Regions from separate parts of the Mus musculus genome. Here regions 2, 3, 4, 5, 6 and 7 are each linked to region 1. Evidence: chromatin contacts called from public HiChIP or PLAC-seq and promoter capture Hi-C data. All regions are on one chromosome and are shown on one strand. The core of a region is the stretch at or near the end of the contact, and the rest is flanking DNA. Distances in the headings are between cores, read along the strand shown. Region 1 holds the start of Rpl13 (ribosomal protein L13). Region 2 holds the start of Trappc2l (trafficking protein particle complex 2-like). Region 3 overlaps Cbfa2t3 (CBFA2/RUNX1 translocation partner 3). Region 4 overlaps Cbfa2t3 (CBFA2/RUNX1 translocation partner 3). Region 5 holds the start of Cbfa2t3 (CBFA2/RUNX1 translocation partner 3). Region 6 has its middle 23 kb from the start of Gm10612. Region 7 holds the start of Def8 (differentially expressed in FDCP 8).

Evidence for each region. Promoter capture Hi-C pulls out the DNA fragments that hold promoters and counts their contacts. HiChIP or PLAC-seq counts read pairs in DNA pulled down with a chosen protein or histone mark. Capture Hi-C pulls out chosen DNA fragments and counts their contacts.
Region 2: a contact with region 1 is called in a promoter capture Hi-C map of liver, with 7 times the contacts expected there. The contact joins the promoter of Trappc2l here to the promoter of Rpl13 in region 1. A contact is called at or near these places in 23 of 39 promoter capture datasets (the 3T3-L1 cell line, 3T3-L1-derived adipocytes, the C10 cell line and 14 more), 3 of 15 datasets of contacts at CTCF or cohesin (the NIH/3T3 cell line, large pre-B cells and pro-B cells), 22 of 484 Hi-C or Micro-C datasets (B cells, the Ba/F3 cell line, the G1E-ER4 cell line and 13 more), 32 of 115 datasets of contacts at active chromatin or transcription factors (the 230-238 cell line, the SCID.adh cell line, SST interneurons and 18 more) and 5 of 9 other capture datasets (adipose tissue, embryonic stem cells, liver and 2 more).
Region 3: a contact with region 1 is called in a FOXA1 HiChIP or PLAC-seq map of pancreatic cancer cells. The contact joins the enhancer-like site here to the promoter of Rpl13 in region 1. A contact is called at or near these places in 4 of 39 promoter capture datasets (the 3T3-L1 cell line, the HPC-7 cell line, embryonic stem cells and 1 more), 1 of 15 datasets of contacts at CTCF or cohesin (large pre-B cells), 7 of 484 Hi-C or Micro-C datasets (bone marrow-derived macrophages, cortical neurons, embryonic fibroblasts and 2 more), 16 of 115 datasets of contacts at active chromatin or transcription factors (acute myeloid leukemia, bone marrow-derived macrophages, cardiomyocytes and 8 more) and 4 of 9 other capture datasets (adipose tissue, embryonic stem cells, liver and 1 more).
Region 4: a contact with region 1 is called in an H3K4me3 HiChIP or PLAC-seq map of embryonic limb bud, with 4 times the contacts expected there. The contact joins the enhancer-like site here to the promoter of Rpl13 in region 1. A contact is called at or near these places in 2 of 39 promoter capture datasets (the 3T3-L1 cell line and liver), 2 of 15 datasets of contacts at CTCF or cohesin (the NIH/3T3 cell line and large pre-B cells), 1 of 484 Hi-C or Micro-C datasets (bone marrow-derived macrophages), 16 of 115 datasets of contacts at active chromatin or transcription factors (the NIH/3T3 cell line, bone marrow-derived macrophages, cardiomyocytes and 9 more) and 4 of 9 other capture datasets (adipose tissue, liver, macrophages and 1 more).
Region 5: a contact with region 1 is called in a promoter capture Hi-C map of liver. The contact joins the promoter of Cbfa2t3 here to the promoter of Rpl13 in region 1. A contact is called at or near these places in 2 of 39 promoter capture datasets (embryonic stem cells and pre-B cells), 2 of 15 datasets of contacts at CTCF or cohesin (the NIH/3T3 cell line and large pre-B cells), 5 of 484 Hi-C or Micro-C datasets (B cells, bone marrow-derived macrophages, cerebral cortex and 2 more), 18 of 115 datasets of contacts at active chromatin or transcription factors (the NIH/3T3 cell line, T-cell acute lymphoblastic leukemia, bone marrow-derived macrophages and 9 more) and 3 of 9 other capture datasets (adipose tissue, liver and pancreatic islet).
Region 6: a contact with region 1 is called in an H3K4me3 HiChIP or PLAC-seq map of fetal liver, with 2.3 times the contacts expected there. The contact joins the enhancer-like site here to the promoter of Rpl13 in region 1. A contact is called at or near these places in 17 of 39 promoter capture datasets (the 3T3-L1 cell line, the C10 cell line, the HPC-7 cell line and 13 more), 2 of 484 Hi-C or Micro-C datasets (B cells and bone marrow-derived macrophages), 3 of 115 datasets of contacts at active chromatin or transcription factors (epiblast stem cells, fetal liver and large pre-B cells) and 4 of 9 other capture datasets (adipose tissue, embryonic stem cells, liver and 1 more).
Region 7: an H3K27ac HiChIP or PLAC-seq map of extraembryonic endoderm stem cells shows a contact between it and region 1. The contact joins the promoter of Def8 here to the promoter of Rpl13 in region 1. A contact is called at or near these places in 1 of 484 Hi-C or Micro-C datasets (cardiomyocytes), 3 of 115 datasets of contacts at active chromatin or transcription factors (embryonic stem cells and extraembryonic endoderm stem cells) and 2 of 9 other capture datasets (liver and pancreatic islet).

The regions. Positions count from the first base shown.
Region 1 is chr8:123,100,889-123,104,109 of GRCm38.p6, reverse strand. It overlaps Rpl13 (ribosomal protein L13), which reads right to left and starts at 1,760. Exons shown (of 6, transcript NM_016738.5): 1 at 1,665-1,760; 2 at 1,348-1,457; 3 at 1,124-1,265; 4 at 754-927; 5 at 156-212. The coding sequence starts at 1,451. Snord68 (small nucleolar RNA, C/D box 68) reads right to left here and starts at 1,052; the gene lies at 1,005-1,052.
Region 2 is chr8:122,610,013-122,613,233 of GRCm38.p6, reverse strand. Trappc2l (trafficking protein particle complex 2-like) reads right to left here and starts at 1,608. Exons shown (of 5, transcript NM_021502.2): 1 at 1,541-1,608; 2 at 1-168. The coding sequence starts at 1,573. Galns (galactosamine (N-acetyl)-6-sulfate sulfatase) reads left to right here and starts at 1,747. Exons shown (of 14, transcript NM_016722.4): 1 at 1,747-2,006. The coding sequence starts at 1,896.
Region 3 is chr8:122,634,502-122,637,722 of GRCm38.p6, reverse strand. Cbfa2t3 (CBFA2/RUNX1 translocation partner 3) reads left to right here. Exons shown (of 12, transcript NM_001109873.1): 8 at 1,884-1,969; 9 at 2,576-2,774. Among named protein-coding and RNA genes, the nearest start is that of Pabpn1l, 13 kb to the right of the region's middle. Within about 2 kb of position 1,737, at least 64 of the 459 cell types and tissues checked have an H3K27ac peak or open chromatin away from gene starts, as enhancers often do. A contact at or near this core is called in fetal liver and pancreatic cancer cells, where this site is marked.
Region 4 is chr8:122,656,765-122,659,985 of GRCm38.p6, reverse strand. All of the region lies in intron 1 of Cbfa2t3 (CBFA2/RUNX1 translocation partner 3), which reads left to right. Among named protein-coding and RNA genes, the nearest start is that of Cbfa2t3, 20 kb to the left of the region's middle. Within about 2 kb of position 1,680, at least 19 of the 459 cell types and tissues checked have an H3K27ac peak or open chromatin away from gene starts, as enhancers often do. A contact at or near this core is called in embryonic limb bud, where this site is marked.
Region 5 is chr8:122,676,439-122,679,659 of GRCm38.p6, reverse strand. It overlaps Cbfa2t3 (CBFA2/RUNX1 translocation partner 3), which reads left to right and starts at 1,485. Exons shown (of 12, transcript NM_001109873.1): 1 at 1,485-1,798.
Region 6 is chr8:122,719,053-122,722,273 of GRCm38.p6, reverse strand. No RefSeq gene overlaps it. Among named protein-coding and RNA genes, the nearest start is that of Gm10612, 23 kb to the right of the region's middle. Within about 2 kb of position 1,718, at least 101 of the 459 cell types and tissues checked have an H3K27ac peak or open chromatin away from gene starts, as enhancers often do. A contact at or near this core is called in the HPC-7 cell line, adipose tissue, fetal liver and 3 more, where this site is marked.
Region 7 is chr8:123,441,440-123,444,660 of GRCm38.p6, reverse strand. Def8 (differentially expressed in FDCP 8) reads right to left here and starts at 1,705. Exons shown (of 12, transcript NM_054046.5): 1 at 1,610-1,705.

The DNA of each region.
Region 1 (3,221 bases), core at 511-3,010:
ACCCCAAAGATTGGGAGGTTGTCCCCAAGGTAAGAGAACTTTCTTTCACCAGCCTGAAACCTTCACCAGTCTCTAATTAGTCTGTCACAACACACTTTTTTATCCCTGCCAATCTTGTCTATTACGGAGCTGAGCCTACAGCAGTGTCCACTTACATTCCGGATGGGCATCACAGGTCCTGTCAGCTGGGTGGCCAGCTTAAGTTCTTCAGCCTGTTTTAAGAGTAAGAAAAAGTTGAGTCCAGCTTCCATCTCATGCCTGTTACTTATAGACCCCATTATCACGGGGTCTGCTTTAGTTCCCAAGGATCAGGCTGCCTGGGCCTGCAGCACCTAGCATTTTCCGTCCCGGTGCGCTGGCTGACTACAGCTCCACTGAAGGAACAGAAGAAAGCCATCCTTACCCCACCCTCAGGAAGCCCACACTGACAAGAAACCCACCGATCCTTGTTACAAAACTCTTTACACTTCTGAATACCGAGATACTTTCTGTACCGAGATGCCCCTGAACGTCCTGGTAGGGTGAACGCTCTAGAACAGCATACCAGGCTCCAAGTCAATAGCTCCCAACACTAACAGACACTGGAAAGCCCAGGGACACCATAGTGGCTCCCACTGATCTGCACGCGTCACCGCCGCCCCCAGTACGCTCTAACCTCCCACTGCTGCACTCATGTCAACTCTGCAGAGCTGGATCCAAGAACACAGACTCTATCTACACTGAGCCGGACCTCTGCCGCCCCGCAGGACTTACAGAACTGTCTCCCTTCTTCGGAGCAGAAGGCTTCCTGGGGAACAGGATGAGCTTGGAGCGGTACTCCTTCAGGCGCTGCACGTTGGCCTGCAGTGACTCCGTGGACTTGTTTCGCCTCCTCGGGTCCACAGAGATGCCGATGGTGCGAGCCACTTTCTTGTGGATGCCAGCCACCTGTTCAGAAACAGAAACTGGTCACCCACCTCGCAGTCACCCCACCCCAAGCCGGCCCTGCCGAGAAAACTCGGTGTCATCAGATGGAAAAGGGTTCAAAAGTACTTTCATCAAGTCAGTACAGCGATTCCGGAGAATGTCATCATTCCACCGAGCCCGAGGGACCTGCCAAGGGACCTCGCCCTGCCGCACTCACCCTGAGCTCCTCCAGGCTGAAGCCCCTGCCAGCCCGGACCTTGGTGTGGTATCTCACTGTAGGGCACCTCACGATGGGCCTGATGGGGCCGGACGCGGGGCGAGGGGCGATGCGACGCGCTTTCGCCTGCCGGGCCTTGCGCCTGCAGGAAAAGCACAGCCGTCACCTCCTGCCCCACGCGCGTCCCCGCCCTGGAGCCCACGCGAGCCACGCGCGATCTATACCTGCGGATCTTGCGCGCCGGCTGGTTGAACCAAGTGTCCACTCGCTGCTGCCAATCCTTGTGGAAGTGGGGCTTCAGTATCATGCCATTCCGGCTGGGCGCCATGGCTGCCTAAGGCCGCGAGGGAGAGGAGGGCGGCGAGTCAAGGCCAGGGTCCCCAACCCCGTCCCGGGTCCTCCCGCCCCTGCCCTGGCTCCGTGCTGTCGGCGCCCGGGCTCCTCCATGGCTGTCCGTGCGGCCTCTCTTCGCCGATGACAGCGGATGGAGGGCGATGGAGCCCGATGGACCACGATGGGACCGGCGGCGGCAGAGACTCACCTCCTATACAGGAGAACGGCCGAGCGGAAAGGACCGGGCACCGCAAAGCACCCTGGGCTTGTAGGGAGTCCGGCCAATCTCAAACGCCAATCAAAATCAGGCGAAAGGGAAGTGACGTCACGCGAACCCGCCCGCCGGCGGACCATCGCCTTTCTAGCCGTCGGGTTGGTTATTCTCGCTGGTTCCTAACTTCGCAGTGTGGGTATCTCCGGCGTGCTCAGGGGCGCACCTATGAATTAAACCCCTAAAACTCTTTCTCCCTCCTAGATCCAGTGTTTTTTCCCCGTCCACCCAGGAAAATTTATTATAGATTTGCCTGGAATTTATGTTTCCCCAGAACTGAAGCACGCACCCCCATTCCAGACTTCCCCCCCCACTTTAAGATTTTTATTTATTTTTACTTTATTTGTATGAGTGTCTCCCTGGTTTCATGGCTGTGCGTCGGATCCCCTACTACCGGAGTTCCTGGGTGCTGAGAATTGAACTTCTGAAACAGCAAGCAGCCAGTGATCGTAACTACTGAGTCATTTCTCCAGCCCCAAACTCCCCCATTTACTTAGATAACTCCTTTAGCCCTGACTTAACTCCTCGGGGGGAAATCAGGTGTGACGAAATACAATACTGAATTCCTACCCACAGTAGCAGCGACAACAAAACAGCCAAGGCATACACTGGTCCTACACCTGTATGCCTATAACCTTTTTTCACTCCTCATTCCCAATTACCAGGTTTCTTCCTGATCAAAATTCCACTACAGAAGCTGTAGAAATGGCTCAGTAATTAAGAGGGCTATAAATTTAAAAATCCACATTATACCCGGGCCAGATATCACAGGACCATAATCATAATTCATCTAGAAAATGAGACAGGACAATAGCAATTTCAATGCTTTTTGAGCAACTTAAACCCTCTTTTCTTTTTTTTCTTCTCCTTTTTTTTTAAGATTTATTTTATTTATGTAAGTACACTGTAGCTGTCTTCAGACACACCAGAAGAGGGCATCAGACTCCATTACCGATGGTTGTGAGCCACCATGTAGTTGCTGGGAGTTGAACTCAGGACCTTTGGAAGAGCAGTCCGTGCTCTTAACCGCTGAACCATCTCTCCAGCCCAACCCTCTTTTCAAAATTAAAAAGGAAGGGCTGGCAAGACAGCTTAGAGGGTTGAAGGTACTTGCTGCCATTTTATTCCTGGGACCCACATGGTAGAAGAGAACCAAGCTCTACATGCTGAGCTCATCCATGATATATATATATTTTCTCTGTCTCTCTCTCACACACACACACACAAACACACACACACACATACCACACACGCGTGCGCGCGCGAAAATAATGTCATAATGAAGCAGGCTGAGGATGTAATTCTTGCCTATTGGATGAGAGGCTAAATTCAATCCTCAGTAGGGGGGAGCCATTTTTTTTGAGTGTGGGTGAAAAGGCCAGAAATTGATGTTGAACCATCTTCCCAGCCCAGAGAAAATGTCTGTGGAAGGAATGCCCAGATTCAAGGTGCACTTCTTTGAAACAGTGTTTTCTCAGACCTCTTTTGACATTC
Region 2 (3,221 bases), core at 359-2,858, 490 kb after region 1:
GTAGTCCTCGGTGGGGTAGAGCAGGCCCAGGTACAGCTCCCTCTGGTCCACCAGTGCTTTCCCCATGGCAGAGATCTTCTCGTCTACCACATCCAGAGACGTGTGCACCATGTAGTGGAACTTGAGCTCACTCTCTGTCGGAGTGCTTCGGATGTACAGAGGGTAATTCTGCAGGAAGAGATGGCAGCCCACCCAGTGAGTTCGGGCTCTAAGGGCAAAGTCAAAGCACTCGTGTGCTCTCAGCCTGACAATGACTCTCTACTGCTTAATGCACTGTGGCATGCTGCCTTCAGCGACATAACTGAACCTAAGGAAGACTGTCTGCAGAGAGTGGACTATAAAGATAAAACTGGGTGGTGTGGCACTTGCCTGACATGCACAGGGCACTAAGTCCAATTCCCAGTGCCAAAAAGAAAAGCAATATGGGACCAGAGATGTAACTCCGTAGTGGAGTGCTTGAGTCGCAGCATTAAGCCCTAGTTCTCTCACCTGTACCAGAAAGGAGGAGGAAGGGAGGGTGGAAGCAGTAGAGACAAATGCACAGGGGCAGGAAGTGAGCAGAAATGACTCCGGAATGCCAACCTGAGCACAGCCTAACAACATACCCTGACACTTCTCTTCCTAGGATCACCTCTGCCTCAACCACCAGCACACTCTGTAGTGTCATCCTAACAGCAGGGGCACTAGCTATTTCTTAACGTGCCACACTAGGGTAGTGGTCTGTTCTCAGTGCTTCGAGACATTGAATGAGTCTCCAAATCAGGACCCTTCAGCATAGATACTGGACTTCCTCCTCCTGAGTTTATCAAAGCAGCAGCTGCCTATGACATGAGTTTTGGTTTTGGTGGCCTCCTGGGGGTATAACTCCCTCTTTCATACTGACAGCTTCACAGCAGTCTAATCCCTAATGGCAGATCTCAGAAAAAGCCTAATAGGGATACAGGCTTCATGCAACAGGATATTGTGGCCCTCTGGAGCTGTCTTAGCATCCATAAACAGCTTTCCGGAAAGAAATGAATATATATGTTGGCCAGCAAGATGACAGTTGGGAATAGAGGGTACAAAGGGGAGAGGGATGCTGTCTAGAGGTTTGCAGGCCTTCACGGTGGAGTAGAAGGGTGCAAAAGACATGAAGGGGACTATCCTAAGGCAAAGAAAAGCACTTGGATTCTAGGCTGACTTGAGCCGCGCCAGGCTTATATTTAAATAGCGCCGGCTGGGCAGCCAGGGGACGGTCCGGAAGGCGGGGCAGAAAGACCGGACGCGGAAGGCAGCTGAGGCCGTGAAAAGAACGCGTAGAGCGACGGGTGGCAGGCTGCAGCGACCAGCTAAGCTTCCCGGGGGATCTCAAAACCCGGAGGCGGAGGCCTGCAAACTGGCGGCGGACGGCTGTCAGCTGTCAGCGAAAGCGAGCCGGAAGGATCCTGATCATAGGGCTTGGCTGAGGCTTGGAGCTCAGAGTTGAAAAGATCAAGACCATGGCTGGAAGGAGGCCCGCCGCCCGCCGCCCGCCGCCCGCCGCCCGCAGCCTCTCACGCACCTCCTTGGCGATCACCGCGATGCACACCGCCATATTGGCAGGCTGTGCGCCACATCATGTGACCCGATGTGGAGGCAGGCCCCGCCCATTCTCCTCCCACCGAGGCTCAGAGCCCGCCTCTCTCTACCATGGCTCCGCCCAGACTCTCAGGTCCGGCCTTGGTCCCGCCCCTTTCCCGTAAGGCCCAGCCCACTCCCTTGTCACTCAGACAGCCTAGGCCCCACCTCTCCCTCTTCTTTTCTCCGTGGCCCTGCCCCTCCTCTCATTCTGCCGCCAGGGCCCGCCCTACAGTCCAAAAGGAACCGCGGCAGGCTTGGGACTGGGTCTTGACTCCTCAGCGGGAGCTTGGTTTGCTATGGCGGCCTGTACCGCAGCCCAGCAGCTGCTGCTGGTACTGAGTGCCCTAGGACTCTTGGCCGCAGGTGCTCCGCAGCCCCCCAACATCGTGCTACTGCTCATGGACGATGTAAGTGGGGCCACGCGGCGGGGGGACACGGAAGACACAGGGCAGCCACACGGCGGATGAGCAGTGACCCGAGGGAGGCCCAGAGCCCGGTGTCACATCTTTCACTGTTTCCGCAGTGGGGGTAGGTGTTCAGGGAGGCCCTTTTCTTCCTACTTCCCCTCCCGAGAGCGGGCTGACATTCTCCTCCCCTCAACAGGTGGCCCTGCCTTGGTGCCCACCTCCAGCCTGACCTCTGGGGGAACTCTGACCACAAAGTCAGGCATAGAATGTCACCTGCGAGTGCAGCCTGTGGTCATTTATGAATTCTGCCCTGGGGCATATCTCCCTCAGTGTCCCTGTCTGAGAAATCTGTCGCCCTGAAGTGACATGAAAGCTTAGAAATCAGTCATGTAGAACACTAAGTCAGATGGAACTATCCAAACAGAACTAGATGGACTGTGCCTTCCTCGCAGTCTCAGCCTGCCAGCCCCACCTCCACCCCCACCCCCCCACCCCCAGACACACACTGTGGAGTGACATCTGTTGGCTATTGTTAGAATCAGAGTCACATCCAGTTCAGGATGATTTGAAACAAATCAGAGGCTAATACCGGCCGAGGCTAATTAATAGCCAAACCAGCCCTCTGCAGGGCCTTCAGACCTGTGCTGATCCACACTTACCTCCTCAAAAAGGGGAGAGGGATGCTGTCTAGCGATCTGTGGGCCCATCAGAATGGAGAGGTGCTATATATGTAAAATAAGTTGAATTTTAGAGACTTTTAAAAAAAGATTTATTTATTATTATAGATAAGTACACTGTCGCTGTCTTCAGACACACCAGAAGAGGGTGTCAGATCTCATTATGAGTGGATGTGAGCCACCATGTGGTTGTTGGGATTTGAACTCGTCAGTGCTCTTACCTTCTGAGCCATCTCGCCATTCCAATTTTAGAGACTTAATAGGAGAAAAAGAAAGTAAACATCCCACTTGATAAACATTAGCTTAGTAGTTTTTTATTACTAAGAAAAATACAGATCTAAAAAGTCCTGTACATAAGTCCCACCACCCAGAAGCCACTGCAGGAAACCCCTTCCAGCTTCCCGTTCTTTGTGGATGCTGACTGTTCACACAATGGATGTCTGGCTTCTCTGGCTCCTGTCCTGGTCACTAATAGCAGACTTTGCACAGTAATGAGCAGTACTGAAGATCTATATATAGAGAGAGATTTCATACATAT
Region 3 (3,221 bases), core at 488-2,987, 470 kb after region 1:
CTCCAGAGACAAGTCGCCACTCCTCACACACTGAATAACACCACAGTAGAGGACCCTAATCCTTGGGATACACTCCTGCCCTGGGCAGCATGAGGCCACGGTAGCTGAGGGTAAGATTACCAGCAGGGCTGCCTTTTTTCCTCGAATTCAGAAGTGACCCTCAAGTGGGCCATGTGACCTCCCTGTGCCTCAGTTTCTTTCTTTGTCAGAACAGAGATTATGTGAGGATAGGTTATTGATAGAGCACCTGACACACACTCTACCCCAAGGCCCAGCCACCGATGACAAGGACAGCAGCTGACACAGAACACATGCCACTCATCTTGCACGCTGTCATTTCCCAGTCTGTACCCACACCTCAAAGGAAACCGAAGTCCAAGGAGTATGAGTGGGGCAGCCATGGGTGGGCACAGCGACACTCTGCGGAAACCCAGAGATGGCCGTCCCTGCCACACCCTGGTGTGTTGGAACGTAATGTTAGAAATGACCATCCAGGGTCACTCAGAATGCCAATAGGGTCCCAGAGCAGGGTCAACAGAGGCCTTTCCCTGCCCCCACACCATGGAAGCTTCCAGGGCTTGGTCCTAGGCAGCAGGTGACAGTGTCTGGCTCACCACAGCCGGGTCAGGCAGGTGCTAATTCCCACCCGCTTCTGCTAATGCAAAAATAAACGCCAGCTGTCGCACAGATCTCAGCCTCTATTTTAGTTTGGGCGTTGGCACAGGCCCCTCGTGGGCAGCCAGAGAGGGTGCTGGATGACGGCTGTGGCCACTCCCCGCCCTTCTGCAACTCAGGGAGGCATTTCAGGTTAGGGTAGCAGGAGGTCCTAAGGCGCTGATGGCTGCTTAAAAGAGAGGTTTTGCCTCCCCCCACCCCCCAGGAAGTCTGGATTGCTGCCAGGTCACCTGCACAGCCTCAGTTAGGACACTGGGAGCATTTGACATTGCAGGGAAACCAAGACAGGGCCATCATGTTCCTCACGCCCCAGCCAGTGGCACCCCACACCCCGCCACACCCCATTTGGTCATTCCCGATCCAGATTCAGACTCCTTACACCCAACACCGCCTCTCCACTTTCTGCCTGGTAACTGTGGGCACACCCCTCAAGTTTATCAGGTCAGCTTGGGGCTTTTCTTTCTAACTACTTATGATGCAAGAACTAGGCAGGGTTGGGAAACTGAGGCAGGGAGTGGCAACATAAGGGCCCCAGGATCCCACGGAGAATGAACCATCCTGGATTACTGCTTTGATCCTGCTGCAGGTAGATCTGATCCCAAGATTGAACTGGGGGGGGGGGGTAAACACCCAGGTCAGAGTTCAGCCTGGGACACAGAGGTAAACACAACACGCCATTTTTCTTCATGGAGCTGACAGTCTGGGAGCAGGGATAGTAGAGTAAACAGGGAGATCTTGTACCTAGAGACCAGACACACACACACACACACACACACACACACACACACACACACACACACACACACACACGGCCTGAGGAATTCCAAAGACTACAGCTGTGGAGGGGCCCCTCGGGCCTGGACTTTGAGGAATGCATAGGAGTGCAGTTATCTGAAAGGAAGTCATAAACACACCTAAGTTAAGCAGCTGCCCAGAGGCCTGGAGGTTTCTGGACCGTGATAAGAGAAACCTTTAAAGTGAGTTCATCTAGAGCTGCCTATCAGAAATGGGCGAAGCGAGAAGAGCTGGGTTAGCAGGTTACCGGGAGGCAGTGAGTCATGAGGCACAACAGAGGTGGCCTGGTTTAGATTCCCGACGCCCCTGGTGTAGGAAGTAGGAGGCACCTGGGAGTAGGGGCAGGGCCTGAGATCCAAGTCAGGGCTTAGTCATCCGCATGGGGGCCTAACTGTGTGTGGCCTTTTCTACAGCCATACCTGGGTCTCGACAAGAAGAAGTGATTGATCACAGGCTCACAGAACGCGAGTGGGCAGAAGAATGGAAGCACCTCAACAGTGTGAGTGCCCAGGTGGGGCTGCCACGCCCGTGTGACTCCCTGAACATCTGCACAAGGCTGGGGTGGGGAGATCCACGCTGAGATTGCGCTCCTCTGGGTTGGTTCAGCATCTCCTGGTAGGACCCACCGGCATGCCCACTGGCTGCCCGCCCTTTTATGTGAGGGTCATTATCCACTGTTGGCCTGTCAGGATGCTGCCAAAGAGCCATGCACACTGGCTCTTCCTCCTCTACCATCTCCTGCTCAGACACTTGCAGAGTCAAGCCCCAGTGATGTAGGACATCTTTGTGCCTGAGCCCCTGGTCAGGCCAGGTGGACCTCCACTCCCCTGGCCCTCATGCACCTTTCTTGGCAATGAGAGTTTTGAAGGAAACAGCCCAAGCCCCTTCCACCCCTACCATGCATCCAAAGAAGATTCCATTCAAGTTGGGTGCCCACAGGCACTGGGAGTCATTTCACTGTTTGTGGGGAGCCAAGGTATAGATTTCTGTGCCCCGCCTTCAGGGACGTTGAGCTGGCTCCCTGACCACCCCCTCCATATTGGATGGCCACATCTGGCCACAGCCCCGGTTCCAACGTCCTGAAGGCCCTGCCACCCGCCCGCAGCTTCTGAACTGCATCATGGACATGGTGGAGAAGACCCGGCGATCCCTCACCGTCCTGCGCCGGTGTCAGGAGGCCGACCGTGAGGAACTCAACCACTGGATCCGGTGCTACAGTGACTCTGAGGAGGGGAAGAAGGGCCCTACCCCCATCTCTGCCCGGTCCCTCAACAGCTGCAGTGGCCCTGAGGGGTCTCAGCTAGGTGTGTACCAAGCAAGAACATGGAGGACCTGTAGCGAGAGGTTGCTAGCCCTATACAGTCTCTGTAGGATGCCACTAATTCTCCAGAAAGCTAGCCAACACTCGGTCCTTACTTAAACAGGAAGCCTCACTTGGAAAGGGGGGCCTTTCCCATGGCATAAAGATGTGCCTGGCCTGCTAGGGAGCCTGGACCTTCCAGATTCTGGTAGGTACAGGCCAGGCTTAGGAGGAGGCACCCGAGGGCTTCTATTTACCCATCCACCACAGCGGTGCCTACGGAGATGGGGGTGAGGTGGTCCGGGACATGCCCAGATCCCAGCGTGAATCCATGTTCACTGTCTATAAGAGTATGCCACTCAAATCCCTCCATTCTCCTGGTAGCATGTGAAGCCCTCTTTCCCAAGAGGAAAGATACTTCTTGCCTTCAAACCCTGGCCAGAGAGGAAGG
Region 4 (3,221 bases), core at 431-2,930, 440 kb after region 1:
CTTAGCTCCTGAGGTGCAATTAGGGCAGAACGGCATACAGATGGCTAGGAGAGGTGACTGGAATATCAGATGAGGGGCCATGACCCTCCCACCCTATCCTCTGAGGGAATGTCAGCCGTCCACAGGCTCAATCATGATGGACTCTTGGGAGCCGGCATGGCTGATCTGAAGATGGTGGGTCTTTTGCTCAGAACGTAGTGCAACAGCTGGCCTCTGCTCTATGGTTGGCCTGGCAGGGGCTGCAGATCTGTTGAGTGCTAGGCACTCTGGTGGTGACTGGGTCCAGCTAGACCCCTGTGTGTGAGACACCAAGCCTCACTATCTTACATCTCTTCCACTGCATCTTGTTGGCCACAGCAGGTCTGGGGCTGACCCTGTTCAAAGGACCACTAGTGAGCTGGTGTAAAGGCCACAGAGGATCGCTGTGGTGTTACGTGTAGTGTCCAGAGCAGATAATACAATAGTGCCTCAGTTTCCCCATATGTAAATGGAGTTCTGACACCCCACAGCTTTATCATGTAAAATGGGGGAGTCGTTTCCAAGCCCAGGATAGCACAGTTGCTCTCTGCAAAGAGGAAGCTATCCAACACGTCAGGCATGCTGAGGACAGCCTTCCTCCTCCGTGGCCCCCACACTATCCCCATGCACCCACTTGTTGTACCCACTTGTAGAACCATGCATTCCGCCCACATGGGGTAGGAGCTGGTTCCAGATGCGTCTCTATCTCTCTTCCTTCAGTCCCAGTGGTGACTGTGCCCAAGATCTTGCACACGCTCAGCTCGGCGAGGACTCTTCCACTGAGCTACCTCCCAGGTCACTGCTGCACTTTTTGCTTCTAATACAGGGTCTGGTCTAAAGCTTGCAATCCTCCTGCTTCAGACTCTGTAAAGGAGCAAGGTTACAGATGAACACACAAAGCCTCGCCACTCAGCATGTGAGTTAGTGCGCATGTCCCGCTGACTCTTGTGGAATGAGGTGGGTTCGTTCTCCTCGTTTTTTTGTAGGCAAGAAACCTGAAGCTCGGTGTAACTGGAACCCACGCTGCTCATTCCTGCCCGCCTCTTGTCCTCCAGGGCTTTAAAGTTGGGGAAGAGCCAGCCTCCTATCACAGGGAGCGCAGTGGACTCTGCATCTGTGACTCTCTCTTTCTTGCCTTTGCTGCCTCAACTAGCCTCACCCCAAAATGTGCGCTCATTCTGCTGGTGGGTACCAAAGTTCAGAGTTATTCGAGGCAACCCCTTAGTTTTCACAATTAGAGTAGGAACCAGGTCTCCAGCCTTCTAGCCCTCCACTGTGACCCTGGTGACCTTTTGACCTTTTGACCTTCATCGTCACCATGGACTGGGAGTGTGGGGTTCTTGGGTTCTTCTTGAGATGTCCCCGTGCTGGGCTGCAGGGAGAGCAGTGGCGGCAATGGCTGCAGCGTCAGGCAGAGTTAAAACCAGAGAATGGTACCGAGTCAGACCTCTGAGAGCAAGGCAGGGCCAAGAAGAGCCAACCCTGCTTGACTCAAAGTCCTGTCACCACTGGGGCAGAAGGGCTGCCTGGCCAATGGAGCACAGAACAGGAAACACTAATCCCTGTATTTTTGTATTATTACTTATTCATGGCGGTGGAGGCTGATGGAGACCAGATGTGGGAAGCCACTGAAGCAGACACCTGGGACTCGTTAGGGCCTGCATCCCACCCACTCCCAAGTTCCCTGCCTACGGGATCAAAGCTGAGTGCTTCTGATCCTAGCCTTGAACAGGACAGGATGGAGCTCAGCCCCCAGGTCAGACTCCCCTCCTAGATGTGGAGTCACCCAGGGGAAGCCCTCAGCTCTTTGCTGTGCCTTGGGCCTGGGAGCCCAGGTCTAACCCAGCCCTTTGCTGGAGACCAGGGCCCAAATTCCTTCTGTGTATCCCACAGGAAGGCTCCAGAAGAGAGCTAGCTGTGTCCTCTCGAAGTTTGTCCTGGGTTGAAACAGCTACAATCTTGCATGAGCCCTCTAATGACTCCAGATGTAGCTAGGCCTCAGTGTCCAGGACAGGAGCCTCCACCCCCTGCCCCAACCCCACAAAGACCAAGCCTTGGCCAAGGATGGGGGATGGGAAGGACAGGCCAACGCCTGTTACATCCGTAGCCTCAAAGGACTTGTACCCCAATGGCTATACTGTCTATCAACCAACTCCTTTTATTTTCAAAAGGGCCCATCTGAACGTGAGGCAGTTAGAAACCCCTCAGGACCAGTATTGCTGGGACAAGTCCGAGATACGTAACTCATGGCTCTGAGCAGTCAAGGATAGGCAACTCTGTCAGTATGGAGCTGCAGCTCTCTAGTGTCCTCCTTTTGTCCCCAACCTGTGTCCAGAGGTGGTTGTGGGGCTCCCAACGTGTCCCTATCCCAACATGTCCCCCCATCCCATGGTCCTGTGGTCCTGAGACATCCTGAAGTGTGTCTTTGCTGGGTTACTTCACTCCATGTCACTTTCACACGTGTCTGGGCTCACTGTTCACTACTTTGCTTGTGTGTGTAAAGAGTGAGAAGTGCTTGAGCTTGCTGTTTAGCTTGTGAGGGTACCCGGTTACCTGCAATGAGATGAGGCTGTTGGCCTTCAAGGGTTAAAAGACATGTAATCTCTTATTTCATTTGTTTATGTGGCGTATGTGTGTGGGTACATACTCCAGGGTACGTGTATGCAGGTCAGAGGACAACTTATGGAGTTGATTCACTAACTTGCACCGTATGGGTTCTGGGGCTCAGTCTATCTCAGGTTGTCAGGCTTGGTGGCAAGCACCTTTATTCATTGAGCCATCTTGCAGCTCTGCAAAGCCATTTTAAATGGAGATCTCTAACTGGATGGATGAGTGACTGGATGGATGACAGGTAGGTGGGTAGATGGGTTGTGCATGAGTGACACATTTGTGGATTAATGGATGGGTGCTGGGTAGGTGTAGGAGGGGTGGATGGAAAGTAGATGGATGGATGATGGATGGATGGGTGGAGAGATGAATGGAGAGATGAAGAGATGGAGAGATAGATGGATGGATGGAGAGATGAAGAGATGGATGGAGAGATAAATGGATGAATGGATAGATGGATGGATGGATGCAGAGATGGATGGGTGAATGGTAGGTGGATGGATGAGTGATGGATGGGTGGATGATGGATGGATGATGGATAGGTCGCTAGCTAGATGAATGATGGATGTGTGTGTGTGGAAATGGGTGTAGATACG
Region 5 (3,221 bases), core at 236-2,735, 420 kb after region 1:
AAAGTTTGCGGTCTCAAGCCACATAGCCAACTCTTCTAGATCCACATTCCTCTGTGAAATGGGCTCGGGACCCTCCACTCCTCTATAAGATTGATACATGTGGCCAGGGAGATCTGAAAATGTGGACAGTTTTATAGGTGTCAGACTAGGATTAGATAGCATCCTCCACAGAGGGAGATCCGGGAAACCAAGGAGCCCAGATCCCACCCCAGGAGGACCGTGCAGGAACGCTTTTTCAAGAAGGCAGAGGTGAACCCCTGAGAGGGACCCCAACTGGGGAAAACCAAGCCACTACAGCAAGCCTGGAAAGAAACGGAGGGTATTTTTACTTATTTATTTATTTAATTTTGGCACATTGCTAGATTTTTATCCTTCACATGCAGATGTATGCCTAATGAGATGAAAATCAAGCCCCCCCCACCCCCACCCCCCCGCTGATCTGAAGTTCTGGCCCCTTGTCTCTGCAGGCGGTGACCCTGGGTCTCTCCTTAGTCTCAAAGAAGCAAAGTGTGAGTGAGTGAAAAACTGGGAAGGGAAAGGAAGGAAGTGCAGCGAGTTTGCTCAAATGTACCAACCGGAGGAACGCCTGGGACTTGTCGCAAGGCGCCTCGAGGAAAAGTGGGTAAAGTGGGTGGGGAGCAGGCTCAGAGGAAGCAGAGAAAGTAGGACGCGGACAAGCAGAAGCAGCGGCTGGGGGCTTTTCCTCAGGTTGACATTAAAATGAATGATATGCAAACGAATGCAAAGCATATGCGAACGCCGGCCCCGATGGCAGTGGGGAGAGCGGGATCCTGAGCCCACTTGCCGCAGGTCGCCTGGCGCCTTGGGGACCAAGGCCGAGCGCGGCGGGTGGAGCGCGCCCCCTGCCGGCAGAACGCGCAGGTGGCCCGGGTACCCCGAAGGGCTTGCGAAGGGGGTGAGGGGGGGTGCGGCGGCCGAAGGAGGGGCGCCCGCCTCCCCGTCCCGGAGTAGACACCGCGGCTCCGGGAGCAGCGACGCCGTCGGGCTGCGACTGCTCCGAGGTGGGTGTGTGCGGTGCGCTCAGCTCGCCCGCCCTCCCGGGGCGCGGCCTGCGCGGGGCGGGGGCGCACAGCTAGGAGTCCGCCCCGCACCGGGTTGCCCCGCGCCGCACGCACTGGCTACGCGCTGGGACTCCTCGGCCCGTTCCCACTCCACGGCCCCGCTCTCCTGCATCCGTACGGGGGTCCCACGCGCGGCCTGGCGCTCCTGAGGTCCCTACGTCCTGAGTCGGACCCCATAGCCAAGTCCGCCGGGCGCGTCCCGGGGCCCCTCGGCCACCCGGGCGGTGGAGGCGGGAGCCGCTCTGGGCATTGGGCGGCGCCGGGCGCACGGAACCGGGCCTCTCTCCGGCGGCCGGCGCCCCGGGGCGGAGCGAGCGCGATGGGCGTCGGGCTGGAGGCAGGTGGCGCAGCGGCGGCGGGGCGCGGGAGGCGGGGGCGGAGCGCGCGGGGCGGGGGCCGCGGGACTCGGTGAGACGCGCGGGCGAGCGCGCGGCAGCAGAGCCGAAAGCACGGCGGCTGGACCCGGCGGCCGCCGAGGCCGAAACCACCCGGGCAGCGTGCGGGCTTTGTTCCCGCGCTGGGGGCCGAACGCACTCGGCATGGCCCAGGCGGTCGCCCCGCGCGCCCCGACCCCGCCGCGCGCCTGAGCCCCGCGCAGCGCGAGAAGACAGCGTACGGATCGCCCCCAAGTTATGGAGGTGGCGACCCAGTGAGAAGGAAAAGCCACTTCGGGAGCCGGGTTGCGAGAGAGCTACGGTCCCCTGGAGCTCCAGACCGTAAGTGCCGCCCCTGCCCTGTTCAACACCGCCGCTGTCACCCTACTTTGCCGGTTGCTGCCGTCCCGGGGGTCCTCGCTTTGCACCCCCTCTCCAGCCCCTCCACTTTACAAAGTTCGTGCCCACGGCAGGGTGGAGCCAACTCTGCCCACTCATTTGACTGAGTTGCAGCCACCCTAGGTGAGCAGACAGCTTGACCTGTCCAGAGTGTGTGTGGTTCATCTTTAGGTAGGAGCTGAGTCGGTGGGGGAGTATGGGCTCCCCAACCACCACCCACAAGCGCCCCCTGGGGTGCCGGGTCTCCTGACAAAGACTGGTAGCCTGAATGACAGGGCTCGGGACTGACTGGAGTAGCGGGAGGGCAACCTTCCTGGGAGATAGTGCTGGCAGGAGAGGGTCTGCTGCTTTCTCTAGCCCTTCCCCCTCTTATTTTGGTCCCTGGATCAGCCATTAGGGCCATGGAGCTGAGCATCCTTCCTGATGGTCGGGAGGGGATCCTGACCGCCCTCCCTGGGGTCCTGACAGCCAGGTGCAGGCACAGCCTCCGGCTCTGATCCTTCTCACAGGCTTTGGGAACGGTCCATCTGTGTGTAGGGCAGGCCCAGAGCCAGGCTGTGGGAACAGCGGGGAGGAGGTGTGAGGAGGTGTGAGCACCGCGGAGGGACAGATGGCTGGGAATTCAGCCGGAGTCGGGCTGACTAAGGTGGAGCAGAAGGCAGCCAGGCTGGCAGCTCCTGGCTTTGAGCCGCTGCCTTTCAACTCATGGCCCTGAACTTGGTGTGTTTGGGCTTCTTGACCACAGTGCTGGCTGGACCTACCCCCCTGCTCCATGAATAGAACTATCTGATCATGTGAGCTAAAGCTGACTTTCAGAGCCCAATTCCTCAAAATAACAGACGATCTCATGCTCCTGTTTGTAGGGTTGATCCCAGTAACTGTCACACCCGTCCCTCCTATCCTGAGGCCAGGATGTGGCTTCATTATGTCTGGCTGGGTGTGTGCTTCCTCCCGGCGCTCAGAAACAGGAGGTTCCCAGGCAGCCACTCAGAGGATGGGGCTGGCAGAAGACAAAGGGAGCGGTCACTTTGCCCTGGCATTGCCCTTGCAAGTTGCTGGAAGGTTTCAGAAACTTCTCAAGACTGGGACTCTCTCATCTCCCTAAGACCCCAGGGGCTGGTCTGAGAGAGTTCAGCCATACCCGGCCAGAATGCACTTGGCTCCTGGCCTGGGAAGAAGTAGGAAAGCCCTGTGAGAGATTTCTGGTCTTGTGCATGGAGGGATCCTGATGGGGGCTACACTGGGGTCATGATGTCACCCCACCTTGGTCCACTGAAGGGCGGAAGTCAGAAGATGTGGCTGTCCCCAGTTGGCACTGGGAGCCCACAGTTAGAGCACCAAGCTGAGAAAATGCCGCTATTTGGGA
Region 6 (3,221 bases), core at 469-2,968, 380 kb after region 1:
TAAGCGCCACGCCAGCTACAAGCTCTGCTGGGCACTGAGCTCAGCCTGTAGGTGTGATGATGCCACAGGTCTGCCTTGCTCCATGCAGGACCTTGTCTCTGACCATCCTGGCATCTCTTTGGCTCTCAGAGCCCTCTCAGGAGTTTACAGCAAACCAGAGAGACGGGGGTGGGTGGGGGCAGTAGAGAGACTGTTCAGCCAATAGTTAAGAGCTCTGGTAGGTTCCGGTTTTCCAGAGGACCCTGGCTCAATTCCCAGCACTTGTATGGCGGCTCACAACCATCTGTAACTTCAGTCCTATACCCTCTTCTGGCTTCTAAGCACCCTGCCCACACACAGTAAACAGAAATACATGCAAGCAAGACCTCCTCCACACATGTAAAACGAAAATAAAGCAAATCCTTGGATGGGGATTGGGATCTTTTGTGCAGGGATAAGAACATTGGAACTCCTGGTTCCACAGGTAGATCAGGGGTGCACGGCTTCTACACCTCATGACTTCCGACATCTCACCTGGAATGTGTGCAGGTTCAAGCTCCCGCTGGATCTATATCCTTGGCCTCGTATCCCTGTCACCTTCCAAAAGGCCGCTTGCCACAAGATCCTGCCTCAGGTATGCAGCTAAGGAGTCCAACCAAGATCTGCAAGCGTGATCTGTGCCCAGGATGGTATGTGTGCTGTGCCAGAGGCAGAAGGCAAGCTGAGCGTCCTTTTCAGCCTTTGCTCCATCCATTGCTTCTGCCTGAAGCATCTTTTCTGACTGCCCTTAGGCTCCCTGCCCATACATCCTGTATCTCCAGCCCCACCCAGCATCCAAGGCTGGTGAGTCTTTCTCCTTCCCCTCTCAATGTGCCCAGGAGTGCCCACAAGCCGGGCTCTGTCCCCAGATCTGGGGTCAGATGGTGCGTCCTGTTGTGTTTGGGGGGGAAGCCTCAGTATGAATAGTGACAGGCAGAAGGCCTCTGTAGAGGGAAGTATCTCCACTGAGATGTGACAACGACGACGACGACAAGGAGCCAGATGCCTGGGTGCCTGGCCCCTGTCAAGGCCACTTACAAAGAGAGACTGGCACGGAAGTCAAATGGACCACAGGAGACCCAGTCAGGAGGCCTATTGCACACTGTAGCAGCCAGGAGCCGTGGGGTCTGGGCAGGCGAGCAGCCTTGGCTGGACCGGTTTCAGCAGTAACCCTGCTGCTCTGGGCATGTCCCTGTTTTCCCTTCCTGTGATAAATGTGCTTGTGTGAGCCAGCATCCAGTCAGGCTCTGACAGCTTAAGGGAAGGGGAACGCTGGATGCCAGCACACACTTCTCAAGGCGGGTGAGGTCTGCCCTGAGAATGCATTCAGAGCTCAGGAGGACTCCAGGGACAGCTGTAACCCCCTGGCATCCCCTCCACCAGGTGTTTGAATCCTCCCCACCTGGCCCCTCCATCTGTGTGCCAAAACCTCATCTCTAAGAGAACGTTGAGACCCTGAGACAATGGGGAGGAGAGGAACCGTAAGGAAAGTATTTGATGATGAGTCGAGCTATTGATGGTTGCGCTCACCCCCCCCCCTATTTTCCACGGCCTTTAAATGCCTGCAAGCGGATTAATAAGGTCTCGGTAATAGCTGGCAGTCTATATTTATTCTATCTGCGATGCCAGTTGGTCAGGCCCTGTGAATATTGATGATGGCCGGGATTGAGGGCAGCGGCGCCTGGCTTTATCTTGCCCGCGCAGGCTGCCAGAGCCCTTATCAGCCCGGCCGGCTGCTGCAGCTGCGTCTCCCGCAGGCCCGCCCCACCCCGCCTCCGCCGCTCGCTTTATAATCAGAAGAGAAGTTGCTGCCTTGATATTTCCATTTTTATCTCTCCTATTTACTTCATTTAATGTCTTTCAGGGAATATTTTCTCTGCAAGAAGGCAAGTCTGTGGGTCGCCTACATCTTACTCCCCCCTCCCCCGCTCCTTGCCCACGTTGGAGAAAAGCGGGAGAGGTGGAGCCCCACTCTAGCCCTTTGGTCCCTCTCTCTGTTCGTGTTTGTCTGCAGTGGGGGCTATGATTTCCTCCCTGGTTCCACGCTCGTGGCTTCTTCTCCCTGCCCTTCTCTCTCCTCACCCAGGACTTTGGTTCCCACCCCATCTGTCCCCTCCAAGTGACCCATGGGTCAGCTCAGCATCCTCTTGGTGGTTAAGGAGACTGACCCACAAGCCCCTGAGACTACCCCCCATGCTGGCTGACCATGCAGGCTCAGAGGCTGCCCTGAGGGGCTGTGCTGCCTGCCTGTGGTCGGTCCAGAGCTCCTGGCCTGTGTCTCCACACAGCCCCTGATTTCAGGAGATGTGGTTATCTTCTTCTCACAGACGAGGAAACCAAGGTTCTGGGAGGTTATCAGCTGTGGCCACTTGCTTCTGGCTGGAAACTTGTGACAGAGAGGGCGGGACAGCAGGCAGGCTGGGACAGGTCATGTGCACACCAGAATTTGGAAGGAGTTGGTGCTGAGCTCTGCTAAGCCCTACTTTGCAGAGGGGCAACGCTGCCCTTACTGCCTCCTTTAGGCAGCACGTGGGAAGTGTACCCTGAAGCCCCTCTTGGGTAAGAAGTCTCCTGGCCTGGAAGTCCCACTGCCCTCCCCCACCTCTCCCTGCCACCCTGTGTTTATCTTTTTTCTGACAGTCTGTGCTGCCCCATCCCGGTCAACTCCAGACCCACACCCACACCCACCCACACACCCCCAACGGTTCCCTGGTCCAAGACCATCAACTCCCCTACCACAGGTCAGAGTCTTAAACCTTGCAATGGCAAACATTGACCTTATTTTTACAAAGGTCTTTGTGGGTGACATTAAGTGAAGGATCTTTGTGGCAAGAGCGGTGGAACGGTCCTAGATCCACTGACAGCGTTCTTAGAAAAGAAAGATTCAGACACACGTGGGCATGGGCACTGCCACATGAGGCAGGCATTTCAGGATGGAGCCAGCCTGGCATCCAGGTATTGGTGATGGGAGGTGTGTGTGTGTGTGTGTGTGTGTGTGTGTATGTGTGTGTGTGTGACTGAACCTGAAACTCTCCACTTTGAGCCTGGTTTCTCCACCTACCAATACTGCAGTTACAGCCAAACAGCCGTGTTTACATGGGTGCTGGGGATTTGAACTAAGATCTTGGTTTCACAGCAAATACTCTTACCCATTGGGCCACCTGCCCAACCTGGCTTCTGTTTTAAGCCTGTACTATGGAGTC
Region 7 (3,221 bases), core at 456-2,955, 340 kb before region 1:
CAAAAAAGAATGTATTGGGCTGGACAGAGAGAGATGGCTCAGTGGTTAGGACCACTGACTGTTCTTCTGAAGGTCCTGAGTTCAAATCCCAGCAACCACATGGTGGCTCACAACCGTCCATAATGAGATCTGAAGCCCTCTTCTGTAGTGTCTGAAGACAGCTACAGTGTACTTACATATAATAAATAAATAAATCTTAAAAAAGAAAGAAAGAAAGAAATCAATTGCAGCCCTACTCTCTTGCCCAAGACTGAGCGGAAGGACGAGTGTGTGGTTTGGTAACAACAGAAACTGGGAGTTGCTGCTGGGCAGTCACCGACGCCATGTGGTGACCAGCCCAGTCTAAAGGAACTGGGTGGAGCCCACAGGAGCCCCTTCCAGACGCCTTCTCTGGAAACCTCCCGATGGTTTAGAATATAGTCAGAGGGACAGGGAGACCTTGACCAGAGCTTGCCCTCCACTCTCCTCTGGGCTACCTTTCCCAGGAAAATGGCTCCCTTATGTATGTCCTGACTGGCACTGCCACCACCTGACCAGGAACAAAAGCAAGGAATGAATTAAGCAATGGAGCCATTTAACCCATCTTCCTGGTTTGTCTGGAACCAGTTTGGAGAACCATATTGCTCTTTCAGCTGAGTACGAATAGACAGCACCTCAGCCCAGCCCAGGCTGCAGGAAGCAACAGCCGGCTTTGAGTAGGACCCCATCTCCTATTTCCCCACCAGCCTTACAGAGATCTGCACCCAGAATCCGTGGTTGGCCTCAGGAAAGATACTCAAGAAAGGACAAAAAAAAAAAAAAAAAAAAAGAAAACTGTTCCATCCAGCCCCTGCAGAGGTCTCTCCTAAATCGAATAATAATTACAACTTGACAACTGAAACCCTCAGAGTAAGACCAAGGGTCTGTGGTACATCAGAGGCACTGGGTGAAAGTTCAAGACAGATTATGGTGAATAAGAGCCCGCCTCCGGTGTGTTACTTTAGCCACCAAAAAGTGCTAGTCCAAGGGCCACAGGAGTCCAAAGTACATCCTATTTGCTCACACCCTTAAAAAGGATGGACAGGCAATCCAGGCCAAGCAGGACCAGTGTTAATAATTCTCAACTACCCCAGAAGGCGCAACAAAGCGCACCTCACATTTCTACCCGCTATAACGTGAATTCATTCTGAGGATGCGACTGTCCCCACTGGGGCAGGTCTCTACGACCTTCCTCACCCATTTCATAGTTGTGAAACCGAAGGCTCAGAAAAGCTCAACATAGCAGAAGGCGAGTCCCTGCGGGTCCTTGGGCCGGGAGTCCCATACTCAGGCTCTGAAGCCACCCGGTGATTGGGGGTGGGGGTCGGCATCTGTGGACGCTAAGCTCTGCCCTACGTACTGCGGGGACCAATGAGGTCACCAAGGCCTTGCGCACAGCGGAGAGCCAGCAGGCGGCAGCCGGGAGCTGGACGTCTTGCTTGAGGCCTCTGCCAGTTCTGCACCATGAGTGCGTGGGTCAGAAGCCCGATCCCGGAGTCCGACCAGTGGCGATTGCATGCTGAGATCTGGACCCTCGCCTGCTTTCCCACCAGACCCCCCCGACACCTACAGAGACCGCTTTCTGGCTTACCTGGCTGCCGCTACATTGTACCGGACCGGCTGGCTACACTGTAGTTCGCCGCCGCTGATACACTGTACCGGCTCCTCCGCCCGCTGCTGCCGCCTCCGGCCAGGAGGTTCATGACACCGATTGCCCTGCTGGCTCGCTGGAGCACCTCCAAGTCTCCTGCTTCTGGTCCATAGAGTCCATTACCTTTGCCCTGAGTCTTTTCTCCTGAGTTCCCCCACCCCCACGCCTTAGTAATTGCATTCAAGGGAATGGTTCCACAGTGGTAACCCCTCAATGTCCCCACATCCCCAACACTGACATTCAGCTGTCCCCAGGACACCACCATCGAGACATTTAAGGTGCGTCTCAAGCTCCAAAGGTCCTATCTGAGAAAACAACAATAACACCACACACACACATCACACCACATACACACACACTACACACCACACACTCATACACACGACACACACACGACATACCACATACACACCACACACTCACTATACACACTACACACATACTATACACACCATACACATACACACACACCTCATACACACATGACACACTACATACACACTACACACACCACACACACTACACACACCACACATACACATCACACAACATAACACTACACACACCACACGCACATCAAACCACATACACACACAGAGACATACACACACCACACACCTAACACACCTCTGTCTGATAGTGAATAAATCATTCCCACCTGAGGCCAACCTTCAGTGCGTTCCTGATCACATTCCTTTGTCTGATCTAACTTCCACCGGACTCAGGACCAGCCCTTCTTCCCCACCCCACGGTGACACCACAGCCATGACAGCCTCAGCACCCTCAGACTCCCTCTGCACCTCAAGCCCAGCAGTTGGAGGATCCCAGGGAAGAAGTCTGCCTCAGACTTCACCTCCCAGCTCTCTCACCAGACTTCACCCTCCTTACCCCTAACAGGCCAGGTCCACACTTAGGCCTCTCTGGCTCAGCCTTTAGGATACAGTCTTTCCTAACCACAGCCAAATGTCTCTCCTAATACTTCCTCCTCATCTGTGAGCAGAGATATCGGAGAGGCACTCGTTACTGTCTGATGACTCTCCTCTGACATTTCTACTGACTCTTTGTTCCTCATCCCAAAGGCTAAGAGCTAAAGGCAAGTGTTTTGGATTATTACTTCTGTGCTAGAAGGCCTATACCAGTGCTTGTGATATGAGCCAATATCTGTACTAGCACTGGGCCCTCACCTTCACAGAGAGTCAAGGATGGAGCCACGTCTGCCTGTCTTCATTACTATGAGTCTTGACAGTTTCTCCGTTGATGCAACAGCACTTTTTCTTTTCTTTTCTTTTCTTTTTTTTTTTCTTTTCTTTCTTTTTTTTTTTTTTTTTGGTTTTTCGAGACAGGGTATCCCTGTGTAGCCCAGGCTGTCCTGGAACTCTGTAGACCAGGCTGGCTTCGAACTCAGAAATCCACCTGCCTCTGCCTCCCGAGTGCTGTGATTAAAGGCGTGCGCCACCACGCCCAGCATGCAACAGCACTTTTATTGAGTACAACTATATGCCATGCTCAGGCACATCACCAGAAAATGATCAGGACAAGACTTGAGGAGGCT